2 separate regions of the Mus musculus genome follow, and region 1 is linked to region 2. The links are chromatin contacts, called in public HiChIP or PLAC-seq maps. All regions are on one chromosome and are shown on one strand. The core of a region is the stretch at or near the end of the contact, and the rest is flanking DNA. Distances in the headings are between cores, read along the strand shown.

Evidence for each region. HiChIP or PLAC-seq counts read pairs in DNA pulled down with a chosen protein or histone mark.
Region 1: an H3K27ac HiChIP or PLAC-seq map of embryonic stem cells shows a contact between it and region 2, with 2.2 times the contacts expected there. The contact joins the promoter of Platr9 here to the enhancer-like site in region 2. A contact is called at or near these places in 1 of 39 promoter capture datasets (embryonic stem cells), 2 of 15 datasets of contacts at CTCF or cohesin (large pre-B cells and pro-B cells), 7 of 484 Hi-C or Micro-C datasets (the HPC-7 cell line, the P5424 cell line, cardiomyocytes and 2 more), 4 of 115 datasets of contacts at active chromatin or transcription factors (all in embryonic stem cells) and 3 of 9 other capture datasets (adipose tissue, embryonic stem cells and liver).

Annotation. Positions count from the first base shown.
Region 1 is chr4:34,906,578-34,913,125 of GRCm38.p6, reverse strand. It overlaps Platr9 (pluripotency associated transcript 9), which reads left to right and starts at 1,645. Exons shown (of 3, transcript NR_040652.1): 1 at 1,645-1,675; 2 at 2,176-2,275; 3 at 2,518-3,337. Cga (glycoprotein hormones, alpha subunit) reads right to left here. Exons shown (of 4, transcript NM_009889.2): 4 at 5,752-6,060. The coding sequence ends at 5,983.
Region 2 is chr4:34,577,612-34,584,503 of GRCm38.p6, reverse strand. Orc3 (origin recognition complex, subunit 3) reads left to right here. Exons shown (of 20, transcript NM_015824.4): 14 at 4,628-4,761; 15 at 6,472-6,551. Among named protein-coding and RNA genes, the nearest start is that of Akirin2, 30 kb to the right of the region's middle. Within about 2 kb of position 2,328, at least 54 of the 459 cell types and tissues checked have an H3K27ac peak or open chromatin away from gene starts, as enhancers often do. A contact at or near this core is called in the HPC-7 cell line and embryonic stem cells, where this site is marked.

The sequences.
Region 1 (6,548 bases), core at 396-2,895, 330 kb before region 2:
TTCTTCTACATGCAGACATCTAGTTTGACGAGCATCATTTGTTGATGATGCTGTCTTTTTTCCAGTGTGCATTTCTGACTCCTTTATCAAAAATCAAGTGTCTATAGGTGTATAGATTCAGGTCTGGGTCTTCAATTTGATTCCATTGATCAACATGTCTGTTTTTATGCCAATACCATGTGGTTTTCATTACTATAGCTAACTAGTACAACTTGAAATTGGTAATGGTGGAACATCCAACAGTTCTTTTTTTGCTCAGGGTTGTTTTATCTATTCTGAGTTTATTGCTTTTCTGTATGAAGTTGAGCATTTTCCACTCCACATCTGTGAAGAATGGTGTTGTAGTTTTGATGGTAATTGCATTGAATCTGTAGATTGCTTTTGGGGGTGGGGAATAAAATATTTATCTCTTTGGCTTTGCAGAAGTGTTATGAGTTTCATCTGTCAGTCGTTGCCCTGGATCCCTGGGCAAATGGAGTCCTCTTCAGAAAGTCTATTCACAGACCTACACTCTGTAGGGTTCTGCCTGTATTTTCTAACACTTTCAGTGTCTCGGGTTTCACATTTAGGTCTTTGATCCATCTAGAGTTACTTTTGTGTCAGGTGATAGAAGCATGTCCAATTTCATTTTTCTATACTTGGGACTCCAGTTTTCCTGGCACCATTTGTCCAAAATGTGGTCTTTTCTCTGCTGTGTCATTCTCAGTCATTGTAATCAATGAGAGACCCTGGCAGGGGTTGTGCACAGCCCTGGGAGTGCGGGGTGGGACTGAGCATGTGCAAAGGCAGGGAATGACTGGAATTCTTCTCTATCATATGCTGAATTTTGTGGTAGATCTTGAAATCTTTAAGATGCAAAAGTAGAGCCCTAATAAGCAAAACACACCAAAGACCAGCCAGCTTCTAATTCTACCCGAACGTCCTGTTTCATTTGTTACTCTTTCTGTGTGGATGAGAATGTGGCGTGACATAGGTCCCCAGGAAAACCCGACTGAACAGAAAACTGTGTGTTGTATGTGAGAAAGAAACCAAACCAAACCAAAAACAAAGAGACAGGCAGCAGGAGAACCTGTGATAAATGTAGGTGAATTTGCCTGAAATTTCTTAACCAAAGTATAATTTTCATTGTAATATTATCCATATAGCCTGTAACTTTTTTTTTTTTTAAAGAACTACCAAACATCTGCAGCTCTTCACATATACTGCAACGGAAAGAAGAAAGCTGTAGAAGTCACCTGCCCAGGCTTCTGGAGCTAGTGACAGGTGGAGGCTAACAGCTCCTGCTTTTACTTCTGGAGTTCACTAAACATCACCAGCTGTGGAACTGGGCAAGGAAAATGTCCTCCTTAGGGGGCTTGAGCTGGCAGTTGTCAGCAGGAGAGGAACAGACAGAGTTGTCTGTCACTGATCTCTGCTAGTCTGTCCTCTCTCATAAATTCACTGCTTAAGTGGCACTTTGTTGTGAATAGCCCTGGGGCTGATTATATTTGATGTTAATTCCATTCTCCAGTGCGTGGTTGTGAACAAGGAATGAGTCAGCACTCAGGTGATTTCCTGTAAACCTGCTTCCCACCTTAATTTGTAAAATAAAGGAGAGCTGTAGATTGGGCAGATAAAAGGGAAAGTGGATCTTTGGTGAAGTTTAGCTGGCTGTAATTCCACATACAAAGTTAAGGTTGGATTCCGGGCTGAGGCTGGGGTTACGATTGTAGCTAATTGGGTTTGGGGATAGAGTTGGCTTTGGTGCCTGGGTTGTGGTTGTGTTAAGTGTAGGGGTGGGTGGGTTTGAGGTTGGTGTTACGGTTAGGGTATGGGTAGGCATTTGGGTTAGGTTTGAAGTTGGTATTGGAGACTGGGTTGGGCATAGGGTGGGGGCAAGTCTTGGGATGGGCTTGAGGTTATGTTTAGAATTGTGCTTGGGTGTGGAGATGGCCAGGGGTGGGATGGGGTTTAGGGATGTGCTGTTGGAGTTGGGGTTAGAGTAGAGTCGGAGATGGTGTTAGAGTTGGGATTGTGTTGGCTTGGATGTGAGATTGGGGTTGGTATTAAACTCGGGGTTGGGGTAGGGATTGTGGATAGCACTGGGGTTAGGGTTATAGTCGTGCTTGATATTGGGGTAGAATTGAGGCAGGGGATTGCTTGAAGTTAAATTGGAGTTGTGTTTGGTGTTGTCAGGTGTGCTGTCTGATTCTTATGTCAACTTGACCCAGGCTAGAGTCATCTGAGAGGGAGGAACCCCAATTAAGAAAAATACCTCCATAAAACTTGGCTGTAGGTAAGCCTATATATAGAGCATTTTCTTAATTAATGAAATAGCCAAGGAACAAGCAAGGCAATAAACAAGGTCCTGTGATCACTCCCAAGGTCACTGTTTCTAAGGACAGTTTCTCTTCAGGGTGGCCAAGTTATCTTAGCCTACTTCACTGTCTTAGCCCAAAGTCATATTCATGCCTAAAGCCTACTTCTTTGTACTAGCCTAAAGTAAGATTCCTCCCTGAACTTTCTTCCCTGTTCTAGCCTAAAATCAGATTCCTGCCTGAGCTTACTTCCTCGTCCTGGCCCGATGTCAGATTCCTGCCAAGGGGCCCCAAAAGCTTTCCACAAAACTTTGTGTGTGAATTGATCCGGAGCAAAGTCTGTTAGTGTCATCTACCACTGTACCTAGCAGTGGAGACCAGTCTGGCTACGTACGATGTTTCCTCCTAATGGTCACAGCGTCAACTTGGCCGATCAGGATGATCATGGGGATGATGCCCCATTACAACCTGAGCATCCTTTCAATTCCCCCTAAACATAGGATGATCTGGGGCTGGAGAAATGAATGGCTCAGTGGTTAAGGCACTGACTGCTCTTCCAAAGGTCCTGAGTTCAAATCCCAGAAACCACATGGTGGCTCATAACCACCTGTCATGAGATCAGACGTCCTCTTCTGGTGCGTCTGAAGTCAGCTACCCTAAGTCCCAGAAACTAGGCCTTAAGACAGCAGCTCCAGGGACAGACCATAAAATCCAGAAAAAGATCATAAAACCCCCTCCCAAAGAACAGCCTGGGGACAACCTCAAGAATGGGGAAATAGCTTATCTCATAATAGGCCATCTTCTAAGGGCAGTCCTATTTTATCACATGATATAGGAATGCAGACCACCGATCACCTGTGACCCTCACCCCCAGTACCCACCAATGAGATTTTAGATTACCTAATCCTTCTAGAGAGCTGCCCCATAAAATGTTCTTCCCTATAAGAAGGCCTGTGTGCCTCTGTCTGGGGTCTAGAGAATGGTTGCTCCCAGCATGCTGGATTTTTCTGAAGAATAAATGTTCTTTATTTTTGCATACTATCTGAGTCTGGGGTCTTCCTTCAGTGATTTTCATACCCTTACAATACCAAAACCAAACAATGACCAATCTTCATGTGTACTTTGATGTGTCTTAAACATTTTTTAAATTTATTTTTATTTTTATTGTTTTTGGTTTTTTTTCGAGACAGGGTTTCTCTCTGCAGTCCTTGCTGTCCTAGAACTCACTCTGTAGACCAGGCTGGCCTTGAACTCAGAAATTCACCTGCCTCTACCTCCCAAGTGCTGGGATTAAAGGTGTGTGCCACCATGCTTGGCCCCTCGATGTGTCTTAAAAAGTATACTCAGCTGTTTTACCTTTTACTGTGGCACCTGGAATGTATACCAATCTACTAAGGAACTGATTGGTTAGTCAGTGATAAAGCAATATGTTTGTGACGGGTAAGATTTATATTTATGTATTTTCCACTTTTTTTTTTTGTTTGTTTGTTTTGTTTGTTTTTTTAGGTTTTTCGAGACAGGGTTTCTCTGTGTAGCCCTGACTGTCCTGGAACTCACTCTGTAGACCACGCTGGCCTCAGAAATCCGCCTGCTTCTGCCTCCCAAGTACTAGGATTAAAGGCGTGCGCCACCACGCCCGGCTGTATTTTCCACTTTTTTGTCTTGCTTTTTTGTTTTGTTTTTGTTTTTGTTCCTGTTTTTGTTTTCTTGAGACAGTGCTTCTCTGTGTAGCCCTGGCTGTCCTGGACCTTACTCTGTAGACCAGGCTAGCCTCGAACTCTGCCTGCCTCTGCCTCCCAAGTGCTGGAATTAAAGGTGTGCACCACCACTGTCCACTTGTCTTGCTTTTGAGGCAGGATCTCATGTGGTCCAAGCTAGCCTTGAACTCCTGTGCCCCCACCCACCAAGTGTCACATGTGCTGAAACTAGACGCATATTACACCATGAGCAGCTTGGTATTAATTTTTGAAAACGTTACCTGTGGTGGTTATGGCTTTTTGTTTTGTTTTGTTTTGTTTTGTTTTTGTTTTTCGAGACAGGGTTTCTCTGTGTAGCCCTGACTGTCCTGGAACTCACTTTGTAGACCAGGCTGGCCTCGAACTCAGAAATCTGCCTGCCTCTGCCTCCCAAGTGCTGGGATTAAAGTCGTGCATCACCACTGCCTGGCTGGTTATGGCTTTTTAAAAAGAAGCTTTTAATTTGTGTTTTAAATTTTCAGGTTCTTTTAGGGACAGAACTTAGCAATAGCTTTAATTTCAATCATCAATAATAGGACTTTATGGATATCTTACGGTCCTCAAAGTAAGGTTCACAGTAGATATTAAAGCTCAGGAAATATGACTGCAACCCCCGGACAGAACTCTGAAGCGCTTTGTTAGTCTGCTTGCTTGCTTTTGGTATTGAGGGTTGAACTCAAGACTCTGCGCATGCTCCTCTGCAGAGCAATGTCCTTGGCCTCAGCACTTGGCTAGAACTGAGTGAAAGTGCTTGGTATTGCTCCTCCCGCACCCAGGCTGCTCACTGACAGCTTGCTCTTGTCATGTATTCATGCACACCCAGAACTGCCTGATTGTGTAATGTAAAAACATCTGGTCTTCTGGAATTTTAGAGCAATGTCTAATTGTCGCTGAGGACAGTGATGCCTGTCCCCAGTCATACCGCCCGACTAACAGAGACTTTATTTTGGGAAGGTATAAACCAAGTAGAAATTTTGGGCTTAGAGAGACTTTGCCTTCCCCAATCCCCAGAGAAATATACTTTACTTTTTGTTTCTTTCTATTATTTAAAAAAAAAAAAAGATTTATTTTATGTAAGTACACTGTAGCTGTCTTCAGGTACTTTTTCTTCTTTCTCCAGCCCTGCCTGCTCTGGCCCAAAGATTTACTAATTTATTATATGTAGGTACACTGCAGCTGTCTTCAGATCCCTGAGAAGAGAGCATCAAATCTCACTACAGATAGTTGTGGGCCACTATGTTCTCCCATGCTGGGATTTGAACTCAGGACCCTCGGAAGAACAGTCAGTGCTCTTAACCACTGAGCCATCTCTCCAGCCCTACTTTTTGTTTCTTGATTGTACGTTTTCACCAGTGAAAACATTTCAACTCAAATATCTACAATATATGATATATTTGTGGTATATATACCTATAGTTTATGTGCATGCATTGTCATCATAGCATATCTGTATTTTGATGCAATGTATTAAAATAGAGATAGATGTAAAGAAGATATGAAAAGTGAGTAAAAACAGAACTTCCATACCACTTTTTCCCATCCCAGCGAACTGTCTGATAAACAACCTTCTGTCAGAATGGACAGCTTGCTGGCAGAAGTTAAGATGGAAGCCAGATTCTCCAGCGTCAGACCCCTGAGTCCCAATTCAACCCCAATTCAACCCCGAGATCAACCTTGTCAAAAGCAAACAGCTGTGTTTTCAAAGAAGGCGGCACATCTGGGATTGATGATTTAAAAGGCTTTATTTCTGACGGAACCGTGGTAAATACTACATATTTCCCTAACGAGAAGAGACTGCAGATTGTACTGAAGTATAAGGGATGTAACCGTAAAGAGGCAGTGTGTAACTGAAGCGCGTCAGAAGTCTGGTAGGGAGGAGGTGGTGACACACAGCGCCATTGAATGGCTCGGCTCAGCAGCCGTCAGCACAGCCCTCTGCGCGCTCAGAAGCTACGACTTGTGGTAGTAGCAAGTGCTACAGTGGCACTCCGTATGATTCTCCACTCTGGCATTTCCCATTACTGTGGCCTAAAGGGCAAAAGAAACAGGTAGGTAGGTAGACAGCCACAATTGCAAAATGTCAAGGAAAATAGCGGCCAGTGTCACTTAATAAAAGTTTGGTATTTTCCATGTTCGCTTTCACTCTAACAGCGAAATTCCCACTGCAAGATAAGCTATGCTGCCAGGCATGGTGACTCGCGCCTTTAATTCCAGCACTTGGCAGGCAGAGGCAGGTGGTTTTCTGAGTTCGAGGCCAGCCTGGTCTACAGAGTGAGTTCCAGGACAGCCAGGGCTACGAAGAGAAACCCTGTCTTGAACCCCACCCCCCCCAAAAAAAACCCCAAAGTCTTCCACATTCCTACTAGGATGGCCTATCAAACCCTACTTACAGCATTCCACGGCTTTCCAAATCCAAAGTCCCAAAATCCACATTCTTCCAAAACCTATTGAAATAATACCTCAGTCCCTGGTACCAACTTTTGTCTTAGTTAGGATTTTACTGCTGGGAACAGACA
Region 2 (6,892 bases), core at 1,079-3,578:
ATTGATTTTGGGCCAAATGTAACCAAACTATCATTGTAAAAAGACTTCAGTTGTTTAGAGCCCTGCTTCCCCCACCCCACCCTCTCTTTTTTTTTCTGTTTTTTAAAATTTGGCTGTTTAGTGCATACCCAGCTCTGAGACCTCTTGTTTACCTTCATCACTTGAATGTGTCTGATTTGCACTCTTATTTTTTAACATTTTCTTCTCAGGGATCTAGGACCCAATTTTTTTGTGATACAGGGTAACAACTGATCTTAGCTGCTTTGGAGCCAAACTGAGACAGTGAAAGAACTTTAGGGTTCACAGTAAGGGAAAGTGGGGATGCATAGTGTTACTTGAGGTAGAAGGAGGCCATGGTGTCAAGGGGTCAAGTGTTGGCAGCCTTTAGTTAGATTTATAAAGTTTTAGGCATTGGAATCTGGAAGACATCAATCGTGAATGAACAGAAAGACAGAGATTTAGGGAGTGCTCAAGGAAGGCTTTGATTGTTTGGCATAGATTCCTATCTGAATTTAATTTTGGGTTCTCTTGTGAAGAAAAAGTTAAAGTACTCAACTGGTTTACTCTTTCAGTAGGTATCTCCTGGTTCTCATTTTCAGTATTTCCTGGAAAATAGATTAATCTTCAACAAGGGGACTCAGTAACATTCTGAAATCTCACATATGTGATAAACCTTGCAAAACTGTTTAATGGTTGTGGCTGTACTTTGCTATTGCATTTTAAGACCATGTAGGTATCCATTATTTTGAAAGTCATCAGTCTCCTTGAGTCCTTCCTGTAGGTATGGGTCACCGCCATGGAAATCCCTGTTGACCATGTAGCTGCCTGTGGAAGCATCTGGGGCATGCCCGTTTCCACCAACTCTCTTCCCTAGGGGACGTATACTGGCTGGAGCCCAGCCTTTGGAGATTTCATGGCCTCTGTTCAGGACAAACAACTTACCCAAGGAGTCCCTTTAAGAGAAAGGGACACACATTTACTGTGGTTTTGGGCCCTCTTAGCCTTGTTGCTGTTGGCCTCCAAGGTTTGGGTGCTGAACTCAGAAAGAAGGTCTTGCCAGTCTTGTAATTTTCACTTTCCAATCTGACTGAGTTTCCCTAAGTGATTAAAAGCTAACAAGTTAGGGACTGGAGAGGGGCCTCAGTGCTTGCTGCTCTTGGAGAGGACCTGGGTTCAGACCTCATTGTGGCTGGAAGCTCACTGGTGAGCTAGCTTAGCCCAAAACCTCAGGGTTTGGGTTCAGTGAGAGACCCTGTCTCCAAAACTAAGGTGGAGGGCTGGCTTTTCAGTTGGCTCCACACACATCGCAGCTTGAGCAAGTCATTGATAGCCATATAAAGGAGAGACCTGACATTCACAAGTTGTCCTGTGGCCTCCACACGTGCTGTAACATTCTTGTGCACACACATGTGCACTAACACAAACACACCTAAGTAACGGAGACTTAAAAAAGGGTGTGGAGCTGGAGCAATAGGGAGGACCCCTGCTGTCATCCCTTGCATGTATCCTACATACATACACATGGGTACTTCTACCCACACACTCATGTGCATTGTCTTAGGCACTGTTCTGTTGCTGTGAAGAAATACCAAGGCCATGACAACTCTTATGAAATAGAGCATTTATCTGGGGGCTTGTCACAGTTGCAGAGGTTGATCATTATCCTCTTGTGGGGAGAGGAGAAGGCATAGCAGCAGGTGAGGCAGCAGGAGCTGAGGGCTACATGCTAGTCCCTAGGCAGAGGAGAGGCAGAGATCATGACAGAGAGCACCAGTACACTTGGCACACACAGGCAAGTGCCTCGGTCTGGCATGTGCTTTGGAAACCTCAAAACCCACCCCCCAGTGACACACTTTCTCCAAGGAGGCCACACCTCCTGATCCTTACAATTCTTTTAGAATTCTACTCGGTGACTAAGTGTTCAAATATATGAGCCGTGGGGGGTGGGGGTGGGGCATTGTATTTAAAGTCACCGTGTGCATTCTCCTCACGCATGCAGATAGCAGTCACTTCCATAGTGAGAAAGGGAACCAAAATGAGAGGTAGGTTTTTATCAAGGTTTAAACTTTCCTCAGTAGGTACAAATGTGGAGGTAAACACAGTATTCAGTTATTTTCCTTTTGAGATAATGCCTCCTTGGGTAGCAGAGGCCCGGCCTTGAACTCAGAATCCTTATGCCTCTGGCAGTGTACATGCCACACCTAGCAACCGGAACTTGTTAGAAAGAAGTCTGTTAACTAGATTTATTTTTAGTCCTCATTCCCTGCATGCCCTGAAGAACAGACGGGCACCGTAGGACGTTACTTACTTTTTGTTGCTGTGATAAATCACCATGACCAAGGCAGTGTATAGAAGGGAGCTGCGGGGGTTTACTTTGTGGTGGTAGCAGGCAGCACTGCAGCAGGTGGCAGGCTTCTGGAATGTCTTAGTCAGGGTTTTTGGGGAGGAAAGGGTTTATTCGGCTTACACTTCCACATTGCTGTTGATCACCAAAGGAAGTCAGGACTGGAACTCAAGCAGGTCAGGAAGCAGAAGCTGATGCAGAGGCCATGGAGGGATGTTCTTTATTGGCTTGCCTCACCTGGCTTGCTCAGCCTGCTCTCTTATCACCACCCACAAGGGGCCTTTCCCCCCTTGATCACTAATTGAGAAAATGCCTTTCAGTTGGATCTCATGGAGGCATTTCCTCAACTGAAGCTCCTTTCTCTGTGATAACTCCAGCTGTGTCAAGTTGACACAAAACTAGCCAGTACATGGAACCACAAGGATTACAGAGCTGGCCTCCAGCTTCCGGTGCTGTGTTGTCTCCAGCAAGGCTGCACTTCCTCTGCCTCCCCAGACAGCACCACTACCTGATACTCAAATGTGCAAACACATGAACATACAGGGGACATTCTTACTCAAGCTGACCCAAATTCTAAAAACTGGAATACAATTATTAGTGATTTAGGTGCACTGTAACTATGAAACTGAAATTTCTTACTATATGGAAAATAAATCCCCAAAGAAATTTGATTTTCACTGAAAAGTTTTGTTTCTGAGGCAGGCTTTGTACTCCTTGCTGGTCTAGCTAAGAGGATTTAGTCCAGCCATGAGTCACTGCAGTTCCTCCCCAGTGCTGGGGTTACAGGTGCATGACACCATGCTCAGACCTTTTTTCCCCATTTTAAAAATGTCATTAAATTGTTTTTGTGTGTTTATAAATTTAGAATAGAAGGTTTCTGAGACTTTGCTAGTCCAGGATGGCACTGAGGTAAGCTGGTATTGCTAGGGAGTAAGCAAGTTTACCCCAAGTCACCTCTCCAGCACCCCGGGCAATTGATGCCTTGTGTTATAACTTTATTATTGGAATCTGTCATCCCTCTCCTCTTAGGTAGTCCCAAATTCATAAATTCATTGATGTGGAAAAAACTTACTCATAAAATTTCGGGTTTAGTAATCTGGTTGGAGCCCATAAATGTCAATCCAGTAGGGTACAGTTCCTGGACTATAGAAGTAATGCTGATAACAGGAACTGCCTTTTATTGAGCGAGCGCTTGCTGTGTGCCAGTACTATCGTAGGCACCCTGAGCACATTTTGCAGTCCAGTGCAGCACACCTTTCCGGCAGGTTAGTTAGCCACGTTTTCCCTGGGAATCTGAACCATAGAAAGGGACTAAGGGACTTGCATGAGATTGTTTCACTGCTAATAGGTTCATAATTCAGACTAAAAGGCGCGCGTACCTTCAAAATTTATTTGCCTAGATCTAAAGTGGAAGTTGGGGCTATAAATAAAGCAAAACCAATAAATACCAAGTATAGTTTCCATGTTTTTATTAAGCTGAGCTCAACAGCGCTGAGGATCAGACATAGCAGTTCTAACAAGGACTGGTACACTGGGGCCACCACCAAAGACACGTGATGGAGAAGCTTGCAGCTTCGCAGCAAATGTCTCCCTCCTGTAGACTCATAAGGCATGTACAAAACATCAGAGACAGTTTCTGCTGTTTGTATAAAGTCTGAAAAACAGCCTTTCCTAGTTGGCAGAACAGGAGCGTAAATGTAAATCTTCAAAATCTAGCATATTTTCTTTTGCATTCCAAACAGAAATGTATCTCATTTAGGTATGTCTTCCACGCTCAGAGGTTCTAAACGGTTTCAAAATGAGCCAGGAGTAATAGCTTCTGTGGCCTCCAACACCTCACTCACCACGACCATCTCAGCACATAGTACAGACAGAAAAACGAAACACTGTTCAGTCTACATGTCCTAAGTGCGTTGTTAGGAGCTTACTGCAAAACAAACTCATACATTGAAGTTGTCATGGATTCGACTCTCAATGTGGAATTCTAGGTCTGAATTTGGTGCTTAATTTCTTGTTGGCACCTAGGGGCGGGGGCATGTATGTGGAAGTCAGAGGACGACTCTCTGGGTAGTTTTCTCCTTCTACTATGTGAGTTTGCAGGGATCAAACTCAGGTTATAAAGTGCCGCCATTTCCCTGGCTCCTTTCACTGGCTCCGGCTGTTGACATAAGTCCTGTCTTAGTTAAGTTCCTCTTGCTGGGATGAAACACTATTACCAAAAGTAACTTGATGAGGTGCGCTAGTTTTCTACTTGTGCTACATGGCCTGTCCCTGTCTGTCTAGAATGCTGGCAAAGGATGAACTGGTGAGCATACTTCAGCGCTGTATTGAGGTTTTAGATTCCTCTACTGAAAAGCAGCTTGGCAACACAACACAGAAAATAAAGGATTTCCTGACCCAGTTTCAGAACCTCGATGGTAAGTGTAATATCCCGCCCTGCCAGTCCTTTAACCAGAGTGTCATCAAAACGCCTCGGTGTCAGTCAGCAGACCAGTCTCTGAAGGTAACATCTTAACAAGTGCAAACAGGCAAAGGCATTTCGCCTCTGGATTTGTTTTAAACAATGTAGAAAATCAAATGGAAGAACATCATTTTCATTCTTCAGGTGAGAATGGGTGGCAGGCAGTTCTCATTCTCTGGATAGACCATTCTGTACTCTTGCCTTATCTGGGGTGCTGTGACGGGGTGAGGAAAGAGGCTTGCCTCATGGCATCATGGAAATACCTGCTTTGGAATGTTTGTTTGACTCCCTCCTGTGGCAGATATTCCTTTGTCTTTAAACTCCTTTACTTATAGCAAGCTGTCTGTGTGGAAATGTGTCCTCAGACCCCTGTAGCTCCTCTGCAGGGGGTCTCTGACAGGTGCTCAGTTACAGATTAAGGTGGTAAGCAGTGCCAATTTGCTTCCTCCAAGTTATGTGTGAGAGGGAGCTCCACAGCAGTGACCCTGAACCATTTCACAGAAGTAAAAACCTTAAAAGTCTACAAGTTGAGATCATTCCAGCTACGAGAAACTCAACTCTGAGAAGAAAAGTAAACTGCTTTATACTTCACAGCTATTGATACAGCACACAGACTAGAGCCAATCTCTCTTGGCTTCCAGCTCAGTGAGTGAGTGTGTTTGTATGTGTGTGTGTGTAAGATCAGATCACAGTTGCACTCTCACCAATGAGAAGCAACTCTTAAGGACATAAAGAGACTGTAGATACCATAATTTTAATTAGAGTTCATGTAATGTGACCTAGCGAACAAATCCTATGATAAATTAGCATTAAGTGATTATCATTTTTCAAATGGTAAGGCTGAAGATTAAAATGTTTGACAACAGTATAAAGAATAGTGTTTTATGAATCAAAACAACACCATCCTGCTGATTTGTCTTTATTTCTTGGTTTAAAAAACCAATTGTTATTAATAACAAAGTATACTTAAAATTTTCACAAGAAGAAATATTTGGTTATTTGCCACCTATGGTTTCTTTACACTGTTGGCATATTTATTTTAATTTAGAATTAAATTGGAGAGGGTTAAATCAGGCTGGGTGTTATAATCAGTTTTAAACACGGTAATGGAATGGAATAAAATAAAGAATTTAGCTAGCAGTTATCCTAACCTTAGGTTATAACTTTCTAAAATCAAGAGTTATCTTCTGGTTCTTTAAGAATATACATTCTTTAGCTAATTTTTATATCATATTTGAACCAAATCATTGTCAGGTTCCCAAGTCAGAGCGAGTACCACATCCTCCTGCAGCATAGCCATACGTTTATATCAGTTAGGGGGACCTCTTCCTAGAGTTACTTTTATAGCTTTTATACACCTCCTTCCTTATGCTAAACGGTAATGAATCAAAAGCAGGACAGTGGAAGGTTGAGCGCAGGTGGATCGGAATGCTTCTAATCAAAGGGAAATAGTTTCAAGTCTGTATGATATTTTTATATAGGCTTTTGTTCTGCTGGCTAGAAACGCTTGAGTTCAGTAGCTAGTGATTGAAGATCTCACTACTATATAAACAATGTAATATGTATTGCCTTCAGCTTCTGGAAGGAGCATCATCTGCCTGTCTTGCTCATGTTTTAAAAAAGTATAAATTCTACTTCCAGTGTCTATTCTCTGTTGTATTCAAAGCAGATAGCAAAGAGGAAGAGGATGCCTGTGGATCACAGCCAAAGGGGCTGCAGAAGACAGACCTGTATCACCTTCAGAAGGTAGGCATCTTTCTCTTCCTTCCAGCTGCACTGGAGGTGGTTACCTTGTTTTAATTTGTGCTCTTGTCATCACTTTCATATCTTACTTCACAACCAGGAACAATATAGACAGACTGAAGCTAAAAACTCAGACATGCTGATGCCATCTACACTGTAGGAAGGGATTGGTTTTCTGTGCTAATTATAGAATTAGAAGGCAGGAAAGAAGTGCTACAGGAAATCTTGGGTAACTCCTGTGGAGACAGTGGAGACATTATATATACCAGGGAAATCGAAGTCCCTTTTGGGGGTCCTTAGTCTAGGTTCATGGAAAAAATTAACCAAGTGCCCAAACAAGCGGA